Linked DNA regions of Callithrix jacchus: region 1 is linked to region 2. A link is a contact called in public Hi-C data. All regions are on one chromosome and are shown on one strand. The core of a region is the stretch at or near the end of the contact, and the rest is flanking DNA. Distances in the headings are between cores, read along the strand shown.

What was found. A called contact is a pair of places that touch in the nucleus more often than the background predicts.
Region 1: a contact with region 2 is called in a Hi-C map of skeletal muscle, with 5 times the contacts expected there. The contact joins the enhancer-like site here to the promoter of NR1H2 in region 2. A contact is called at or near these places in 2 of 3 Hi-C or Micro-C datasets (induced pluripotent stem cells and skeletal muscle).

Annotation. Positions count from the first base shown.
Region 1 is chr22:44,097,978-44,101,988 of calJac240_pri, reverse strand. It overlaps MYBPC2 (myosin binding protein C2), which reads right to left. Exons shown (of 28, transcript XM_035285914.3): 14 at 2,039-2,145; 15 at 1,671-1,700; 16 at 1,148-1,287. Among named protein-coding and RNA genes, the nearest start is that of MYBPC2, 19 kb to the right of the region's middle. Within about 2 kb of position 1,783, at least 1 of the 16 cell types and tissues checked has an H3K27ac peak or open chromatin away from gene starts, as enhancers often do. A contact at or near this core is called in skeletal muscle, where this site is marked.
Region 2 is chr22:44,014,543-44,018,944 of calJac240_pri, reverse strand. It overlaps NR1H2 (nuclear receptor subfamily 1 group H member 2), which reads right to left and starts at 1,299. Exons shown (of 10, transcript XM_054250560.2): 1 at 976-1,299.

The sequences.
Region 1 (4,011 bases), core at 534-3,033, 83 kb before region 2:
TGGCATACTCCTGTGATCCCAGCTACTCTGGAGGCTGAAGTGGGAGGATCACTTGAGCCTGGGAGGCAGAGGTTGCAGTGAGCCAAGACCACTCCACTGCACTCCAGCCTGGGTGACAGAGTGCAACCCCCCCTCAAAAAATTAGATAGATAGATAGATAGATGATAGATAGATAGATAGAAGATAGATAGATGATAGATAGATAGATGATAGATAGATAGATAGATAGATAGATAGATAGATAGATAGACAGATGGATAGATAGATAGCCAGGTACAGTGGCTCATGCCTGTAATCCCAGTACTTTGGGAGGTTGAGGTGGGTGGAACACAAGGTCAGGAGTTCAAGACTAGCCTAGCCAAGATGGTGACATCCCATTGCTACAAAAAAACTACAAAAATTAGCCAGGCATAGTGGCAAGCGCCTGTTATCCCAGCTACTAGGGAGGCTGAAGAAGGAGTCACTCCTTGAACCCTGGAAGCAGGGGTCACAGTGAGCCGAGATCGCACCAGTGCACTCCAGCCTGGGTGAGAGAGTGAGGCTCCATCTCTCTCTCCCTCTCTCCCTCTCTCTCTCTCTCTCTCTCTCTCTCTCTCTCTCTCTCTATATATATATATATATATATATATATATATATATATATGTGTGTGTGTGTGTGTGTGTGTGTGTATATACATATATATATTTTACACACACATAGATGTATATACATATTTTTTAAATAATAAAAAATATAGCTAGATAAATGGGTAGATATGTTTCTGGATAAATGGATAACTGGATTGGTTGATGAATAAATGGACAAATGGATTAATTACTGGATGAGTGGATGGCTGGGTGAATTAATCAACTCGTTGATGAAAAAATCATCAGTGGATGGGCGGCTGAGTTACAGATGGCTGGCAGGCTAAACTGGTCGATCGCCTGATTAATTAACTGAAAGGTGAAAGGATGAATGGATGGAGCGTCCACCATGTGCTAGGCCCGTACCTGTGACGGACAAACATAATCTCCAATCTTCAAAACAATCCTGTGAAGAAGGAGTCACCACCCTCATTTTATAGAGGATGAAACTGAGGCTCAGGGGGAAAGAAGCGACTTCCCTAAAGGGAAAGGAAGTCAGGACGGAGGGGAGGCCCCGACCCACCTCATCTCCCATCAGCCAGGTGGCAACGGGAGGGGGCTCCCCTGTGATGGCCACATCCAGCCTCAGCTTGTTTCCAGCCACAACCACAATCGAATTATCTGAGGTCTTCCCCGAGCAGTCCAAGTGGATCTTTGGTGGCTCTGGTGGCACAGAAGAGATATGGGAACCCTGGGGATGGGTGGCCATTCCCGACGAGAGGATCTCCAAGATCCTCTCCCTGGGTTCCAACAGTGACAGAGACCTGGGGGTCCAGGCCCCCAACCCCTCCTCCCTCAGATCCTACAGTCCAGGCCCCCAGCTCCTCCTCCCTCAGACCCAGGGATCCAGGCCCCCAACACCTCCTCCCTCAAGACCCCAGTGCCTCGGTCTCTGCTGACCACCCCATCTATCTGCTGCCCCCTGCCCCTCCTCCCTCACCCCGCCCCTCCTCTCTCGCCCTGCCCCTCCTTCCTCACCCTGCCCCCTCTCCCTCGGCCCCTCCCTTCCTCCCTGGCTGGCTCCCAGAGCAGTCCCCGGTGCTCACCTTGCTTGGGAACATACTCCACCTTGATTTCTGGAAGACAAAGACTGGACGGTTAGATCTAAACCCAGCAGGCCCCTCGCCCTGCCTTCACAGCCCAGAGGAAGAGGGGAGGGTCTGGCAGTCTCCCTGGGAACTGGAGTGCTGGGGACAGGTTCAGGCCCAGGAGCCACCTCTCCTCCCAGGCAGCAGTCAGCGGGGAGTTCAGCGCTCTCCCTCTGTCTTCTGACTCCAGCCATGAGCGGGACAGACCCCTGCTGTCGTCCTCATTCGCACTCAGGGAACCTTAATCCTGGAGGGGGACATCCTGGGCCCTGGGTCTGGGAGGATGGGTTGTACAGCCCACAGGGAAGGAGGAAGGGCATCCTCACCCAGGAAGTTGAGCTTGGCCGAGAGTGACAGGGCGTAGCCATCAGGCACAAACATGTAGTCTCCTTCATCCTCCGGGCGGACGTCATCGATCACCAGCTTGTGGAACCTAAGAAGTAGGGGAGCAGGGTAGAGCTGGGGCCAGATTGCCCTGGGAACCACCATGGGGCTGCACCCCCACATTGGCTTCCCTCAGTGCAATTCACATGCCTGCATTCTTATCCAGGGCTTTGGAGTGCTGTGGCCTAGGTTCAAATCGGTGGCTGTGTGACCTTGGGCAAGTTACTTAACCTCTCTGTGCCTCTGTTTCTTCATCTATAAAATAGGGGTAATGATGCCAATCTACATCAAGGTTGTTGTAAAGCATGGAGAAGGGTACAGTGGCTCACATCTGTAATCCCAGCACTTTGGGAGGCTGAGCATCGAGAATCGCTTGAGCCCAGGAGTTGGAGATCACCCAGGGCAACACGGGGAAACCCTATCTCTATAATAAATAAATAAACAGGTGGATACAGTCCTTTGGCTGGGCATGGTGGCTCACGCCTGTAATCTCAGCATCTGGGGAGGCTGGGTGATGAGTTGCTCCAGCCTAGAACAAGGCTTCAGTGAGCTGTGACTGCACCGCTGCACTCCAGGCTGGGTGACAGATTGAGACCCTGTCTCAAAAAAAACAAGGCATCTAGAGAAGTACCTGGCACTTATAGGTGCCCTGTAAGTGTCAGGACGTGTTATCATTATGTGTGCGTTGGGGTGGGTTGTTTTTTTTTTTTTTGAGATGGATTCTCACCCTGTCACTAGGCCAGAGTACAGTGGCACAGTCTTGGCTCACTGCAACTTCTGCCTCCTGGGTTCAAGTGATTCTCCCGCCCCAGCCTCCTGAGTATCTGGGACTACAGGCATGCTCCACCACACGCAGATAATTTTTATATTTTTAGTAGAGACGGCGTTTCACCATGTTGGCCAGCCAGGCTGCTCTCAAACTCCTGAACTCAACTGATCCTCCCAACTTGGCCTCCCAAAGTGCTGGGATTACAGGCATGAGCCACTGCACCTGGCCATTACCATCATTATTGAGACCACCAGCCAGCATGGTTCCCTACACAGTACACAGTGGGAACCCTACATCCCACTAAGAGCTACTGCCAGGAAGCCCTGGATGGCACGATGCTTTCCGGCCATCATGGTGGCTCTCCGCATGCTGTAGATAATGAGGTGTTTGTCTTAGGTGTCCACGTGCCACCTGTTGAATTCCAGCTTCTTATTTTCTGAGCTGGAGCCATGCTGACTGTGCAAACATGGCCGGAGGCTTGCCCCTGCCCGTGCCCACACCCTCGCAACGCAACCTTGCAGCATCCCCATCAAGTGCTGGAATCTGTTTCCCAGCCCTTGACTCAGAGCTGGCCTCTGACTTTCTGTGCCTAATAGAAAATAGCGGAAGTGCCAGGCGTGGTGGCTCACACCTATAATCCCAGCACTTTGGGAGGCCAAGACAGGCAGATCACGAGGTCAGGAGTTTGAGACCAGCCTGACCAACATGGTGAAACCCCATCTCTAATAAAAATACAAAAATTAGCCAGGCGTGGTGGCACGTGCCTGTAACCCCAGCTTCTCAGGAGGCTGAGGCAGGAGAATTGGTTGAACCCTGGAGGTGGAGGTGGAGGTGAGCCGAGATCGCACCATTGCACTCCAGCCTGGGCAACAGAGCAAGACTCCATCTCAAAAAGAAAAAGAAAAACAAGAATATGGCGGAAGTGGCATTGGGCTCATTTGCAGCCTGGGCCACAGAGGCCTCGTCTGCTCCCATGCTCTCTCAGGACCTCTGCCTCTGCCTCATGAACATGCTAGGCTGAGCCCACTGGAGGAGGAGGAGGAGGAGGTGCTATGGGGAGCAGTGTGCTGGCTGCCCAGCTGTCCCAGCTGAGGTCCTGATAGCCCCACACAAAGTCAGCAGAGCCCAGATTCTGCCACCACAGAG
Region 2 (4,402 bases), core at 50-2,549:
TCCAAAGTGCTGGGATTACAGGCTTGAGCCACCGCGCCCAGCTAATTTTTGTATTTTTAGTAGAGATAGGATTTTGCCATGTTGGCTGGCTGGTCTTGAACTCCTGACTTCAAGTGATCTGCCTGCTTCAGCCTTCCAAAGTGCTGGGATTACAGGTGTGAGCCCCCGTGCCTGGCCTATATTTGCAAATTTATGCCAAGGATATTAGGCTGAAATCTGGTAAATGACAGCATCTACTATTAGGTTTGTCCAAAAGTAATTGCAATTTTTCCCATTAAAATTAATGTGAGGGCAGGGCACAGTGGCTCACACTTGTAATCGCAACACTTTGGGAGGTCAAGGTGGGCAGATCACCTGAGGTTAGGAGTTCAAGACCACTGTGGCCAACATGGCAACACCATATCTCTACTAAAAATATAAAAATTGGCAGGAGAATTGCTTGAACCTGGGAAGACAAGGTTGCAGTGGGCTGAGATCACCGCCATTGCCCTCCAGCCTGGACGACAGAGCAAGACTCCACTTCAAAAAAACAAAAACAAAAAAACTAATGCAAGACCACGGGAAGGTGCAATATAAGATCATAGAGGAAAGGTGGGTCCGAATTTGATGCCCTGTGGGGTCAGATGTGGCCCACAGTGGCTGAGTCACCCAAAGACATTGCGTTTGGACACACAACTGGACTACATTTCCCAGTCGTCCTTGCAGCCAGGAGCAACCACGTGACAGATTCCCGCCAATGGAACGGGAGCAAAAGTAATCCGGGCAAAGACAATGCAAGGCATCTGGGTAGATTACTTCCTGTCTGGAGCTTCAAGAACCAGGTTCAGTTGCCTTCCAAGTACACCTGGACTGCCTCCTCTTGACCCCCACCTGCACCGCAGCACCCGCCCCCCAACCCCGTAAAGTGGGCGATAATTCTTACCAGGTTATTTTAGTAAATAAAGTGACGGGTTTAAAAATCTCGCAATGCTTTACCTAATGACATCCGGAGGCTTCAGGAGAGATTGTGTTGGGCGACTCTGGAGATGGTGCTCCTCTGATGGTGGAGGCCGACCTGGTCACATCCCTATGAGAGATAAGATGGGGAGATCCAGGTCCCACTGGCAGGGCCATATTCAGCAGAAGACCTCCCAGTAAGCCCGGGCAGGGGAGTTAAGGAGGAAGCTCTGTTCTGCTCCTTTCCCATAGGGTGCAGAAAGCGAGCAAGTCGGCATTCCAGGCGGTAGGAACCGCTAGGGCGGAAGCCTGGAATGGGAAGCTGGAAAGAGCATGGTGTTACAGTAGTCCAGCTCTAGAAATAGAGGTGGCGGCTGGGGAATGTTGGCTGGGAAAACAGGCCCACAGCACCACCGTGTGGCCACGTGTGAATTTGCAGGCGCGGCCTCTCAGAAACTAGGGGCGCTTGCGTGGAGTTGGATGAGGTGCTGCCGCCGGAAAGAGTCGGGGGGCGAATTGAAGGGCCCTAAATCGAGTGCTCTGACTGAGAAAACAAAGCGGGGGGTGGTAAGAGTTATCAGAGACACAGTCAGCTGTTTCAGGAAAATCCCCCAGGGCAAGGAATTCACAAAGTGAGTCTTTACCATTACTTATGTATTTATTTCTACTGATACAGTGTCTCACTCTGTCGCTCGGGATGGAGTGCAGAGTGTCATGCTCACGGCTCACTGCAGCCTCAGCCTCCTGGGCTCAAGTGATCCTCCTGCCTCACGTTCCCCAGTAGCTGGGTCTACAGGAGTGTGCCACTACGCCCAATTTAAAACATTTTTGTACAGACAGTGTCTCCCTTTGTTGCCCAGACTGGTCTCCAACTCCCAGCCTCAAGCGATCCTCCTGTCTCAGCCTCCCAAAGGGCTAGGATGACACCCCCAGCCTCCCAAATACACCCCACTTCACCTAGCCTTTTCTTTCTTTTTTTTTTTTTTTTTCTTTTCGAGACGGAGTCTCCCTCTGTTCCCCAGGCTGGAGTGTGGAAGCGCAATCTTGGTTCACTGCAAGCTCCGCCTCCCGGGTTCAAGTGATTATCCTGCCTCAGCCTTCCGAGTTGCTGGGATTACAGGCACCTGTCACCACACCCAGCTAATTTTTTTTTTTTTTTTTTTTTTTAGTAGAGACGGGGTTTCACCATGTTGGCCAGGGTGGTTTTGAACTCCCGACTTCAGGTGAGAACAAGAGTCTCTGCCTGGTAATCCAGATAATTCTTCTGGATCCTTTATCCAGCAGTACCTCTATGAGTTTGCAAGAACCACAGCATTCATGGGCTTGGGGTGCCCCCTAATGCAGACATGGCTGAGATCACAACATCCAAGTACCTTTGAAGCCTCCCCAAGAAGGACAGGTACAGAGAAGCCTTGTCTGCAGACTACAGTAAACACCGAACATGCCCAGGTGCAGTGGCTCATGTCTGTAATGTGTCAGCACTTTGGGAGGCTGAGTTGGGAGAATCATCTGAGGTTAGGAGTAGGAAACCAGCCTAACCAACATGATGAAACCCCGTCTCTACCAAAAATACAAAAATTAGCCAGGCATGGTGGCAGGTGCCTGTAGTCCCAGCTACTGGGGAGGATGAGGCAGGAGAATCGCTTGCACCTGGGAGGCAGAAGGTGCAGTGAGCTGTGATTGTGCCATTCCACTCCAGCTGGGCAACAAAAGCAAAACTCCATCTCACTAAATTAATTAAATAAATAAATAGCTAACTCATCAGTGCCCAGCCACCAATGAACATCTATAAGCATCAAGACCATCCAGGAATAAATGACCTTACCAAACGAACCAAATAAACCACTAAGGACCAATCCTTGAGAAACAGAGATATGTGACCTTTCGACAGAGAATTTAAAATAGCTGGCCGGATGCAGTAGCTCACGCCTGTAATCCCAGCACTTTGGGAGGCTGAGGCAGGTGGATCACAAGGTCAGGAGTTCAAGACCAGCCAGGCCAAGATGGTGAAACCTCATCTCTACTAAAAACACAAAAATGAGCCAGGCGAGGTGGCAGATGCCTGTAATCCCAGCTACTCGGGAGTCTGAGGCAGGAGAATCACTTGAATTCGGGGTGTGGAGGTTGCAGTGAGCCAAGATCATGCCACTGCACTCCAACCTGGGTGACAGAGTGAGACTCCATCTCAAAAAAAAAAATAAATAAAAATAATAAAATGGCCATTTTGAGGAAACTCAAATAAATTCAAGATAACACAGAGAAGGAATTCAGATTCCATCAAATAAATTTAACAAAGAGATTAAAATAATTAAAAAGAATCAAGCAGAAATTCTAGAGTTGAAAAATGTGGCCAGATGTGGTGGCTCATGCCTGTTGGGATGAGCCACCTTGGGAGGCCGAGGCGGATGGATCACATGAGGTCAGGAGTTCGAGGCCAGCCTGGCCAAAATGGTGAAACCCCATGTCTACTATAAATACAAAAGTTAGCTGAGCGTGGTGGCACAAGTCTATAATCTCAGCTACTTGGGAGGCTGAGGCAAGAGAATCCCTTGAACCCAGGAGGTGGAAGTTGCAGTCAGACTCAGTCAGCTGAGATTGCACCACTGCACTCCAGCCTGGGTGACAGAGTGAGACTCTGTCTCAAAAAAAAAAAAAAGAAGGAAGGGAGGGAGGGAGGGAAAAATGTAATTGGCATCCTGAAGACTTCATCAAAGCCTTTTCAATAGCAGAATGAATCAAGCAGAAGCAAGACTCAATGAGCCTGAAGACAGACAAGACACACAGTCAGAGGAAACAGAGAGAAGAATAGGCCAGGTTCAGCGACTGGCGCCTGTAATACCAGCACTTTGGGAGGCCAAGGCGGTGGGACCGCTTGAGGCTAGGAGTTTGAGATTAGCCTGGACAACATGGGGACACCCTGTCTCTACTAAAATCCAAGAAAATAGTCAGATGTGGTGGTGCACACCTGTAATCCCAGCTACTTGGGAGGCTGAGGCACTAGAATTGCTTGAACCCAGGAGGTGGAGGTTGCTGTAAGCTGAGATCATGCCACTGCACTCCAGCCTGGGTAACAGAGCAAGACTCTGTCTCCAAAAATTTTTTTTTTATTAAAATAAAAAACAATGAAGCCTGGCCTACAAGAGCTAGAAAATAGCCTTTAAAAAAGCAAAAATCTGAGCGTTATTGGCCTTAAAGAGGAGGTAGAGATTGTACAAAATTCCTACAAACGGCAAGAGAAAAGAAACAACATACAACGGACCTCCAGTACATCTGGCAGCAGACATTTCCGCGGAGACCTCACAGGTAGGAGAGGACGGCAGGACATATTTAAGGTGCTGAAGGAATAAACCTTTTACCCCAGAAGAGCATATCCAGCAAAAATATCCCTTAAGTAGGAAGGAAAAATAAAGACTTTCCCAGAAAAACGAAGCTGAGGAATTCAATCAACGCCAGACCTATCCTGCAA